Regions from separate parts of the Ovis aries genome. Here all the other regions are linked to region 1. A link is a contact called in public Hi-C data. All regions are on one chromosome and are shown on one strand. Each heading gives the region's core, a stretch centred on a gene start, on an enhancer-like site or on the middle of the called end of the contact. The rest is flanking DNA. Distances are from core to core; before and after follow the strand shown. Region 1 has its middle 18 kb from the start of NEK2. Region 2 has its middle 31 kb from the start of RD3. Region 3 holds the start of TRAF5 (TNF receptor associated factor 5).

Region 1 (3,775 bases), core at 581-3,080:
CCACCCCTAAAGCTGGGGACATCTAGGGTATTTGGGCGATGATGATGTACTAATCTAAGAAGAGGATCTCTTTGGTGGTGGAGAAGGCGAGTCCTCCCCAATGATGTTTCTCCAGCATGTAGGGGCTTCTCTGACGGCTCAGATGGTAAAGAATCTGTCCACAATGTAAGAGACCCAGCTTCAACCCCTGGGTCGGGAAGATCCCCTAGAGGAGGGCATGGCAACCCACTCCATTATTCTTGCCTGGAAAATCCCATGGACAGAGGAGCCTGGCAGACTACAGTCCATGGGGTGGCAAAGAGTCAGAGGCAACTGAGCGACTAACACTTGTCACTTTCTTGTTTGATAACGGAGAGGGCAGAGTCCTCCCAAATGGTGCTTCTCCAGCATCGCTTTCTAAAATCTTTCTAAGGTGACATCAATACAGTACTTACCATTACAGACTTTGAATGTTTACACAATGATGAGTTTCACCAAGCACAACCTGCTTCTCGTCATTTGAAAAAGAGGCTCTGGTTTTGAGAAAGACCAACCTACTGCTCCGGAGAAGGCAATGGCACCCCACTCCAGTACTTTGCTTGGAAAATTCCATGGATGGAGGAGCCTGGTAGGCTGCAGTCCATGGGGTCGCTAAGAATCGGACACGACTGAGCGACTTCACTTTCACTTTTCACTTTCATGCATTGGAGAAGGAAATGGCAACCCAATCCAGTGTTCTTGCCTGGAGAATCCCAGGGACTGGGGAGCCTGGTAGCTGCCGTCTATGGGGTCACACAGAGTCGGACACGACTGAAGTGACTTAGCAGCAGCAGCAGCAGCAGCAGCAGCAACCTACTGCTCTGAGAGACACCTACCACAAGGTGGCGCCATGGAGCTGTTATACCAGCAGCGCACCCTTTCCGTACGGCCCCATGCAACTGGTTTGTTATAGAGAAATCACTCGTGGGCCTTGGTTAAATGCCTTGTTCTCATTATTTCATTCAGTCCTCGCAACGCCCCGTGAGGAGTTCACATCATTAGTGTCACATGTTACACGGAGGAACTGAAGCGCAGAGATCACAGCTGGGAAGAAGCACAGCTGCTTTCTGAAATGATGTTTTTAACTCCGAAGTGGTTCTCTTGACTACAACCCTCTACTGCTTGCCTCCACAAGAGGTTAGCTTTGCTCCCAGACCATCTAGTTTCCCCTAATGATGAGATAAGGGTGATAATCCATAACCTTACTCAAAATATTTGAATGACTAAGGAAGGGTGGACCCAGAGCCAGCAGGGTTCTGGCCCAGGGGCCTTCCGGAACTGTGGGCTGAGAAAGACCGGTTACTGATGCGGTGGGGGTGGGGAGGATCCACGAGGGGTTTTCAAGTGAGCCCAGGAGGACCCCACGCCTCCCTGCTCTTTCCTCAGCATCTTCTCCAGGGCCACCTTATTCAGGCCTGAACTCCTTGGAGATATTTTGTTTCCAATCGACCTTCCTTGCAAAATAAAGCCCATTTTCCTCAAAGACCCCGGGGGGCTGCCCTCCCAGAATGAACTGAGGATGAAAGCCAAAGATAGTACAAGGCAGCTGATGAGGAAAGAATAGAGAGAACGTCTTTATTCCAACAGGAAGGATTATCGTTCCCTGGACTTGGTGGCTGGGAAAATAGGGATCCGTAGTGGATGGACAGATTTCACAGTGAGGAGGGTGATGAAAGCTGATGGAATCCATGGGCGTGTGAGGGCCTGCCTTCCGGTAACCTCAGCTCACTCCACCTTGGAAGGGCAGAGGTCAGTAGCCTGGGAAGCTCCCACGTCTGCAATGCTGGGTTCAACACGATATTGCGAAGGGCCGGTAGGGGCACTCTTGCTTACTCGACCAAGGCTCCTCTCCTAACGTTTCTGACACCACAGCCACGGCGCGGTTCCGGGGCTCCGCTGGAGCTTCTGAGTCTAGATGTCTCAGGGTGCCCGTCACTGCCTGCCTGCCTGCGGCCACCCAGCCAGGAATCAAACCTTTCTCCTCGCCTGCCCTGACTTTCTCTGGAGACAACACACTGGCCCTCTGGATGCAACTGGATGCCCTGTAACCTTAGGCCCACGTTCACAAGAAGTGTTCACAGCAGCTGATTTTATTCAATACATTTTTTTTAAAGTCCTTAAATTACGAAGTGATAGCATCAATGTAAAAACTCCAAACAAAATTGCATTTTGTTCAGCGATTGGGACCAGATTTTAGAACGTGGGTTTTCTTTACAGCTTTATTTGTGACCCATGAAATGCTCCGTGAATTACAGAAGAAAATAAATCTATGTTCTTTTGCAAGGCATGATGATTAGTTTTTTTTTCTGAAGAACCCTGTTTGATACATAATGTATATATTTTGAGGTACGTATTTACTGTGTACTTGCTTATTACTTACCTGTTAATTTGTTAAAAGCTCAAAATGTGTCAAAATCTTTTGCTACTTATTGCCTTTCTGTTTCTTCCGTTTCCAACACCTTTCCCTTCAATACTCCGTGCTTGTGCTGTGCTTAGTTACTTAGTCATGTCCGACTTTTGAGACCCTGTGGACTGTAGCTTGCCAGGCTCCTCTGTCTATGGGATTCTCCAGGCAAGAATACTGCAGTGGGCTGCCATTTCTTCCTTCAGGGGATCTTCCTGACCCAGGGATCCAACCTGGGTCTCTGGTGTCTCCTGCATTGCAGGCACTGTGCCATCAGAGAAGCCCCTCAATTACACTGACATAGTAATTTGTCGCTTAGGGGTTTATGAGAGTTTCAGCTTTGTGAATTATATCTTTGTTAATAGAAAGGTTCTGTTTGTGTAAAAAATAAGCTTTGTCTGATGCTGATATTGTCCACAATCAACATACTGTCAACAATTGATTTCAATATTGTTTCCTGTTAGTTGCACTGGCATAAAATACTTTTGTTATATTTGCTTATAGATTTTATTGCAGTTTTGCTTTAAGTAAGTATCATATAAACAGCATATATTAGGTGTTTTTTTTTTTCCTCCCTTAACTCAGTTTAAAAGTTTTTGTCCTTTAACCAAGGAATTGCATTTAAAAGTCTGTCCTTTAATGGAGGAATTCATCTAATTTAGGTTTCTTTTTGTAAATTGTGAATTTGGTCTTTGTTCTTTCATGATATCCTAATCCTTTAAAAAATGTTTTTTGTTTTTTGGTTATTCCTCTTTTCAGCCCTTTGATAAACTGCATTTAAGACTTAGAGTTTTTGGAGCATATGAGCAGTTCTTAATTATATGAGTAGTTCCTAGTTTAATTATATCATTGGTTTCCAACAAATTTTTTGAAAGCATACTGTTAACTTGTGTTTCTTTAAAGTGGAGACTTAAACAGTAATAATAATAAAAAAAAAGATTCTAGCAATATGGAAATACATACAGTAAAAATTAAAAAGCAATGTTTCCTCATCCATGATGTCACCTTCTGTCTCTCTTTCCAGAAGTAGCTGTAAACGGTTTGATGTTAGGTGTTTCTTCTAAACCTCCTGTGTGATCTCTGATCTGCGGTGTGTGTGTCTACATAGATGAATCTGAGTATGTGTACTTGCAGCACACTCGCGTAAAGGATCTTAATACATGTACTGCTCTTTCATTTGCTTTTTTCAATGAACAATAATCCTTCCCTTTCGGTGCATATAAATTCTCTTCCTTCTTTGCTAAATAGCTCCTTTGTGTCTTCTTTTGCATTGATCTCAAATGTCTAGGAAGATGACCTTATCTTTGAGGAAAACAGATTGCTTGGAATACCCTGTGGGCGAGGCGGGCACAC
Region 2 (3,709 bases), core at 586-3,085, 140 kb after region 1:
ACGATGATGCTTAGATCCAGATTCTGTAAACTGTCAATAACACATCACTGGATGTACAGCCATCTGTGGGAGATGGCACCCCACTCCAGTACTCTTGCCTGGAAAATCTCATGGATGGAGGAGCCTGGTAGGCTGCAGTCCATGGGGTCACGAAGAGTTGGACATGACTGAGAGACTTCACTTTCACGAATTGGAGAAGGAAATGGCAACCCACTCCAGTGTTCTTGCCTGGGGAATCCCAGGGATGGGGGAGCCTGGTGGGCTGCCGTCTATGGGGTCACACAGAGTCGGACATGACTGAAGCGACTTAGCAGCAGCAGCAGCAACGATGCCTTGACTTTTAATGGATGGAACAGCTCTCAGAGCTTTCTGAGATGCTCTTCCCAAGTTGTAACCTTCAAGTTTGGCTCACATAAAATTTTCCATTTCTCTCTTAGGTCGACTGATTGATTCTTTTTCAACATACAACTATCTGCTAAGGTGTTTAAGCAATGGACCACTGTGTTATTTGCTAATACCTACCGGGGGCCACGCTCTGTGCTTGTTGCTGACAGACAGGGAGTCTGGGGAGGTGGAGGGTGGGATAACAGCAGTCCTGCTGTGTCACATGTCTGGTGTCACAGGGACACAGAGAGAGTCACTGACCCCAGGTGGTGCATGCAGGGAGGTGTGTGGGGGTGTGCCAGGGGGCACTAGTGAAGGCTGTCTAAAATTTGAAGGATGAGTAAAACTTAACCAGGTGAAGAGGAAGGGGAAAGGAGATTCAAGCTGAGAGAAGAGCAAGGATAAAGACCCCGAAGTGAGGGAAAGTCTGACATGGTTGCTATCCATGGTTGCTGAGGATGACAGAAGGGGAGCCTGGGATGAAATGGGTGTATAGAAAGGAGGGTTTGCTTGGATCTGAAGGGCTGGGATCGATCCTTTGAATACAGCCCTGCCAACACCCAAAGTTCTCAGCAGGAAAATAAATTTAGAAAATAATGAACTTTGCTTCAGTTTACTCTTCTCAAAAGTGTTGCTTCACTGTTTGCTAAAAAACCTTTTACCTTTAATAAAGGTCACTGACAAATGCAAGTGTTGGCACAGATCTAGGCTCTCTGGTCTAAAGGAAGATATTCAAACATATGTGAAAAATCTAAATATCTATCTACTTACTGATGGCTTCATTGACTCCTGCTTTAGGCCTTTAACTTGAAGGGTACCAGAGCACCCAGCTAGAGATTCACTTTCATTATGTTATTAATGTACTTATATTGTAGCTGATAGTTGCCAAAGCTGGGTTTATCTTGGTAAATGTCACACTGCACTTGAAAACATATGGGTTATTTTAAAATATCTTCAGATATTGATTTCTAACCTAATTACGCAGTAATAAGAGCTGAGCTCCCTGTGGGAGCTTCCCACTAGCTATCTATTTTACACATGGTAGTATATATATGTTGGTGCCAGTCTCCCAATCTCCCTACCCTCTCCTTCCCCCTGTGTCCACACATCCCTTGTTTTGAAGATTAAATGAAATAAAGGGATATGAAGAGCTTGGCACTAACATTGGTACGTAATAAGACTTCATTAATGATAACCGCTGTATCTATGATTTGGGGGGACAAACTTAAAACTTAAGTGTGTGAATGGAAAAGAGATTTCAATATGGTGAAAATGTTGGTAATGAATTTAGGGAAAAATAGTCCGGATCACACTTCAAAACCACTGACAGGGAAGTTTCTCCGGGGCCAGGGTTGGGTTTCTTTCATTTCACCTCTCCAGTGTCTAAGTAGTAGACATTAATAATGAGCCCTGAGTGGTTTTTAGCCCTTAGCCAGGACCCAGGAGAGGGAGCTGGGTATCAAAGCATTCCAGGAAGGCATGATTCCATGGGCTACTCTGGTCAAGCAAGGTCAGTAGAACCTGGGACATCACCAAGAACTGGGCGATTTGTGAAATAAGCAAACAGCATGGACGTCCAGCAACACATTTTTGGTAAGAGTTCAGAAAGAAAAGAGTTCAGGGGAGGGCAAGCCAGGGACAAGGAAGATAGAGGAAATCTTGGGAACAGTGCCCTGGAGGGTCAGTGGCAAGAAGTATCTTTGTTTCCAGTTCACACCTTTGACCTTAACATTCCTCACTGAATCTGCCTCACCATGGGCCAAGGCAGCTCATCATGCTTCCACTCTAACAAGGATGGGGTGGGGGGTGGGGTGGGCTGGGGTTTTTCACGGAAGAATATGAATCTGGAATGCTTAGGATGGTCTATGATCTGACCAGGGAGGGGACAGCCAGGGTCACAACGAGAACATCCCAGTGGCCAACCTAACAGAACCAAGAACTCTCCCCAAACTGGGAAGCTTCTTTCTCTGGCTTTGGTCGGGGGGTAAGGGGGAGTGAGGTGAGGAGGATTCTGGGATATTTGGGAAATACTTCATCTCCAAGCACAGAAGCTTTGGTCCAGCCTCATCAAACACTTGACCCTGGGTCCCAGAGGGGTCAGCGGTTTGATCCCTGAAGCACAATGAGTAGGATCAGAAGCCACCCCAGCTGGTTGTTCTGATGGGCCAGTGCGCACAGCCTGCAAATGACACCGCACAGTCTCTGAGTTCCTGACTGAGACATCCAGCTGCCTGCTTGACATCTCTTTCGGGACGTGTCAAATGTTCCTCCAGCTCGAGGTGTCTAAGACTGAGCACTTAAGTTTCTTCCCAGCCAGCTTTTCTTACAGCGCTTCCTGGCTCGCTGACTGGTAGCTCTACCTGCCTAGCTGAGCCAGCCAGGATGAAACCCAGGAATCTCCCTTGGGACACACACACACACACACACACACACACACACACACACTCTCTCTCTCTCTCTCTCTCTCTCTCTCTCTCTCTCTCTCTCTCTCTCTCTCTCAACCTCTGTATTTAGTTATCAAGTTCTGCTGATGTTACTTCCTAAATCCTTCTCCAGCGACTTCTGTGGTGGTCCAGTCATTGAGAATCCGCCTTCCATTGCAGGTTATGTGGGTTTGATACCCAGTCGGGGAACTAAGATCCTACGTGCTGTGCAGAGAAACTAAACCCACATGCCGTAACTACTGAGCTCGGGTGCCTCAGCTAGAGTCTGTGCTAGAAGACAATGAAAGATCCCGCAGGATGCAAGGAAGCTCCTGTGTGCTGCGACTAAGACCCAACGTGGCCACATGAATATTAATTAATAAATATTCAAAAACACTTATTAATGAATATTAAAGAAATACTGCTCCGGTCTCCCCTCTTTACCCATTTCCTTTGGCATTACCCTAGCACCCTGACCTTTCGCTACTTGACGATTGCAACAGCCGTCTATCTGCTACACCTGAGCCCATTTTGGACTTGCCCGATCTCATCCTCACCAGGCTATCACACGGCCTTTCACAGAACACAGACAGACCTACTCATGTCACACACACCTGCTCTGGAAAACTCCAGGAACTTCCCTTGGTTCTTAAAGATAAAGCTTCTTGATGTGATTTTCAGGGTCCCATGCCACCTGGCTCTGACTTCTTTCTGCTACCTACTCTGTATCACGTGACACACCCTCCGCTCCCTCCACTGCAGCCGGCCACGCTGACCTTCACACACACTCGCTGCACTCTCTCCAGCTACGACACCCATCCTGTGCTGTTCCTTCTTGTGAAACTCTCGCCTCCCTCCCTTGGCCTGTCAACACCTTCCAGCCCAAAGCCTGCTTTCTCAGG
Region 3 (3,976 bases), core at 1,244-3,743, 250 kb after region 1:
AAGAATCCACCTACCGTGCAGGAGACTTGGGTAGATGTGGGTTCAGTCCCTGGGTTGGGAAGATCCTCTGGAGGAGGAAATGGCAACCCACTCCAGTATTCTTGCCTGGAGACTCCCAGGGACAGAGGAGCCTGGTGGGCTACAGTCCTCAGGCTACAGTCGCAAAGAGTCAGAGGCAACCAAGCGCGGCAGCATGCAGGCACCTCCCCTTGTTTAGCCCTCACTGAGCTGGAGGTGGGTGGATGTAGCTCTGAGAAACCAAGGTGAGGGGCCTGGGGCAGAGGAACCACAGTCCTTGGAGACCCAGGCCTCACCCAGCAGTGGTGCCCAAAGGGTTATTTCACTCAGTGCTTCACCCTCCCCATCTGGGCCATGTGAACAATAATCCTGCTGTGGCCTGACTCTCAAGGGTATCATGGAGGACAAAATGAGAACAAAATGCCCAGAGCAATGGGGAAAGGCTTTGAAAGGGGAAGGGCTTTATGAGCAAGGCTTTCATATTTCTCCTTCAGGGTCCTCTTCAATAAAGCTGAGATAATCACGGAAGGTCTGCTTCTCAGGCTGGCCTGATGGGACTGACTCACAGACATCCAGCCCCCTCTCTCTGCAATCATTCCAGTGGTGACAGCAAGTACTTCCAGCGAATGGGACCCCATCGCCTTTCCATAGTTTTTCCACTACTCTGCCACCCAGGCCGGGTGGATGATGCTTGCGGATCAGTGGAAACCCTGCTTGTCCTCAGACCTCAGCCCAGAGGACCGGAGAAAGTCTCCCCCTCCACCACCATCCCTCTGGCAGGGCTTCCGCAGTTTGGCTCAGACAGAAGGCTTTCTTCTCCCAGTGTCCAGAACCCAGGGAGAGAGAGATTCCAGCATCTGAGGGTCAGCCCATTCCACCGAGTCCAAAACAAGAACCAAAACAGCAACAACAACAACCTTGATAAATAAAGGTTGGACATTTTCTGCCTCCAATGCACCTTCATCTCTTCTGCAGCAACGTCTGTCTCCCTTGTTCAAATTGAAGTTGGAGGTGAGAGTGTTCAGATGATAAGGTTTTCATCCAAACCATCAATCGCGCTAACAGCCCTGTCTGCAGCTGTCTGTGGGGAAGGCGGGGAAGGCAAGGCAGGCAGCTGCATGCTCCATTTGAGAGGTTCTAGCCCAGGCTTTCCCTGCCTAAAATTATCTCACCCCCGCTCCCCAGAACTGTTCTATACCCAGAAGCACTTCAACCAATTTCTTTTCATTTTATGTCTCCTTTCAAAATGCAAGTATCTCTGAAAGAAGGAATGTATTCCATTGGCCCTTCCCCACTTCTCACCCAGCACTGGTGCCCAATAAATATTTACTGAATTCAGTTGGTTACTAGAGGCCTGTCCGGAAGGGACACGGGTCAGAGCCCGGGGCTGTGGAGGGTGGGGTGCGCAGGGGACAGTCCCGGCTGGGAGCCACGCCTCGTTTCACCAACCCCACCGCGAGCGCTTAGCAGTCCTGGGTACCGTCACTGCGAGGTAACTGACTTCTGATGAAAGTAAATCTGAAATAGCCAAATATGGAAACTCTGCAGGAGGGGGCAGAAACAGCCCAGAGAGTCAGAGGAGACACCCTGGGGGGTTAGTAGCAAGAGCAGCGGCCCCAGAATTCACTGAGAATTCTCAGAAGTGCCAAAACCCTGCAGAGCAGTAACAAGGGCGAGGCCATCTGCTGTGGAGAACCCAGTTTCCACGAATTCTCTGGGTGTTCCCTGGGCAACTCGTTCCTACCTGAGTCTTGGTTTCCTGCAAGACCCCTTCGAGCTCTCCTTGGCTGGGGGTGAGGGTGGTTCTAAATGAGCACGCCCAATCGAACGGCTCCCCTGAGGTTCCACGCATGCCAGTATTTAAGCTTCATTCTAAAATATTCTGGCTGGAAGGTCCTGCAAAAGTGGAAAGAGCGGATGCCTCACGGCGCCATGCGGGAAGACAAGGGTTTGCAGGCACGCGTGCCAGGCACGCCTAAAGTCCTTCCCCGGCCCGTTGCACCCCGACCTGCCTCTGGTCCGCGGAGTGGACACCCTCGCCCTGGAGGCGCTCCCCAGCTCGGGACCCCCAGTCTCCATCCTCGGAATACCCCTTCTCTGCTCAGAAAACTCGTTCCGGGCCGCGGAACCCAACCGCCCCCCACCCAATACACACCGCACCCACTCGCCCGCATCAGGGGCCACCTGCCCCGCCGGCTTCTCCCGACCCGGGGTCCGGGCCCCTGGGCCTCCTCGCGTGCACCCGCCGCGGCCGTCGGGGACTCGCCGGGCGCGAGCGGGGGCCGGGCTGCGGGGAGGCAGCTGCCGGACTCCTGCCGCCGATGTGTTTTCGGTTTCAAAGTCATCGCGACGCGCTGAGAAGCGGTGCTCGGTGTGCTCCCTCAGGCCCAACGCGGCGACCCACCGGGACTCACCTGGGCTCGGCGCGCGGGCGCTCGGAGGGCGCCTGGCTGCTCCAAGGCAGCGGCTGCGAAGCAGGGGCTCGGCTCCCAGCTGCGGGGCCCCGCCCGCCGAGGAAGGGGGGCGGGCCCGGGCCCCGGAGAGGCGGGGCCTGGGGGGCCCAGGAGCGAGCGCGGGCGGGGGCGCCGGGCCCCCAGGGAGGGCGGACCGCAGGCAGGTGCTGGGCGGGGTGCTGAGAGACTGGGAGAAAACCGGCCAGTTGGAAACCTAGCCGACCCTCCCTCGAATCTTGAGTGTCTACAAGGAAGTCATCTCTGATTTCCCTGGCTGCATTTGAACTGTACTCGTCTTAACCCTTCAATCAGGGACAACTAAGCTCAACCAGTCCTTTCGTATTTTGACGCAATGGCAATCCACTCCGGTACTCTTGCCTGGAAAATTCCAGGCTACAGCCCATGGGGTCGCAAAGAGTCGGACACGACTGACTTCTCTTTCCTTTCCCTTCGTGAAAGTGTGTTAGTCGCTCAGTCTTGTCCCACTCTTTGGGACCCCACAGACTTTAGCCTGCCAGGCTCCTCTGTCCGTGGGATTTTCCAGGCAAGAATACTGGAGTGGGTTGCCATTCCCTTCTCCAAGGGAATCTTCCCAGCCTAGGGATCAAACCCGGGTCTCCTGCATTGCAGGCTGATTCTTTAACATCTCAGCCACCAGAGGTCTGGTTCAAATCTAGCCCTCCTGACCTTCCTTTACAACAGGACCAATTTGCCAGCCCCCTCCTTGCTGGCCCAGCAATCCCTTAGAGTTGTAGGGCTTGCCATTGTACCTAGGACTCTCCAGACGTCTCCTGTGATCTTAGAAACTTTGTGAAGTAGGCCTGGGCATGCTCATGTTACACATGACCCATCCGATGCCAGAGAGGCGACATGAGGTGATATGCCCGCGGTGTAGCACCCAGCAAGCGCCAGAGCTTCCTCCTCAGTCCCGTCTCCCTACTCCCCAGTGTCAGACTCTTACACCACTTCTCTCCCCGAGTATATGTTCTAACTGATATTTGTGTTCCACATAAATCTCCTCTGTGAAGGTTGATGGAGCATGAAGATCATGGATTTTAGAATATAATGGGCCCTAATTCCGATTCTAGTTCCTTCACTTTCAGTTAGGCAACCTTGGGAAATTTACTCAACTGCCTGAGCTTCAATTATTCACCAAAGAGGGTTAATAATAACAGGCACTATTCAGATATGCACAGGAGCCAGGCAGAAAACACACAGGAGAGAGGTGAAAGTTGTAGTCAGGGGGAAGGGGAGGGGACACCATCGCTGCACTGAAGACCATGTGTGGAGTCTAGAGGAGCAGCCAGGCTCCCTGCCAGCCTGTCCTTATCTGATTGCTTCTTTTTCAACAAGAGCCAGAAATCCAGATTCAAACCTTTTGGTTGGCAAGTCAGATTAACGATTTCATGGATAGATAGGGCCTGTGGTCATCTTCACTTATGCCTGCCTTCACGCACCTCCTTTCTCATGGTACACCCTTCACCCCCACACTCCCCAGGATGCTT

The links. Hi-C and Micro-C count contacts between places; a contact is called where the count stands out from the background.
Region 2: a Hi-C map of liver shows a contact between it and region 1, with 4 times the contacts expected there. The contact joins two enhancer-like sites. A contact is called at or near these places in 3 of 16 Hi-C or Micro-C datasets (liver and tail adipose tissue).
Region 3: a contact with region 1 is called in a Hi-C map of tail adipose tissue, with 9 times the contacts expected there. The contact joins the promoter of TRAF5 here to the enhancer-like site in region 1. A contact is called at or near these places in 9 of 16 Hi-C or Micro-C datasets (blood, hypothalamus, liver and 4 more).

What each region holds. Positions count from the first base shown.
Region 1 is chr12:71,269,556-71,273,330 of ARS-UI_Ramb_v3.0, forward strand. No RefSeq gene overlaps it. Among named protein-coding and RNA genes, the nearest start is that of NEK2, 18 kb to the left of the region's middle. Within about 2 kb of position 1,831, at least 11 of the 54 cell types and tissues checked have an H3K27ac peak or open chromatin away from gene starts, as enhancers often do. A contact at or near this core is called in liver and tail adipose tissue, where this site is marked.
Region 2 is chr12:71,408,021-71,411,729 of ARS-UI_Ramb_v3.0, forward strand. No RefSeq gene overlaps it. Among named protein-coding and RNA genes, the nearest start is that of RD3, 31 kb to the right of the region's middle. Within about 2 kb of position 1,836, at least 1 of the 54 cell types and tissues checked has an H3K27ac peak or open chromatin away from gene starts, as enhancers often do. A contact at or near this core is called in liver, where this site is marked.
Region 3 is chr12:71,522,382-71,526,357 of ARS-UI_Ramb_v3.0, forward strand. It overlaps TRAF5 (TNF receptor associated factor 5), which reads right to left and starts at 2,494. Exons shown (of 10, transcript XM_060396218.1): 1 at 2,433-2,494.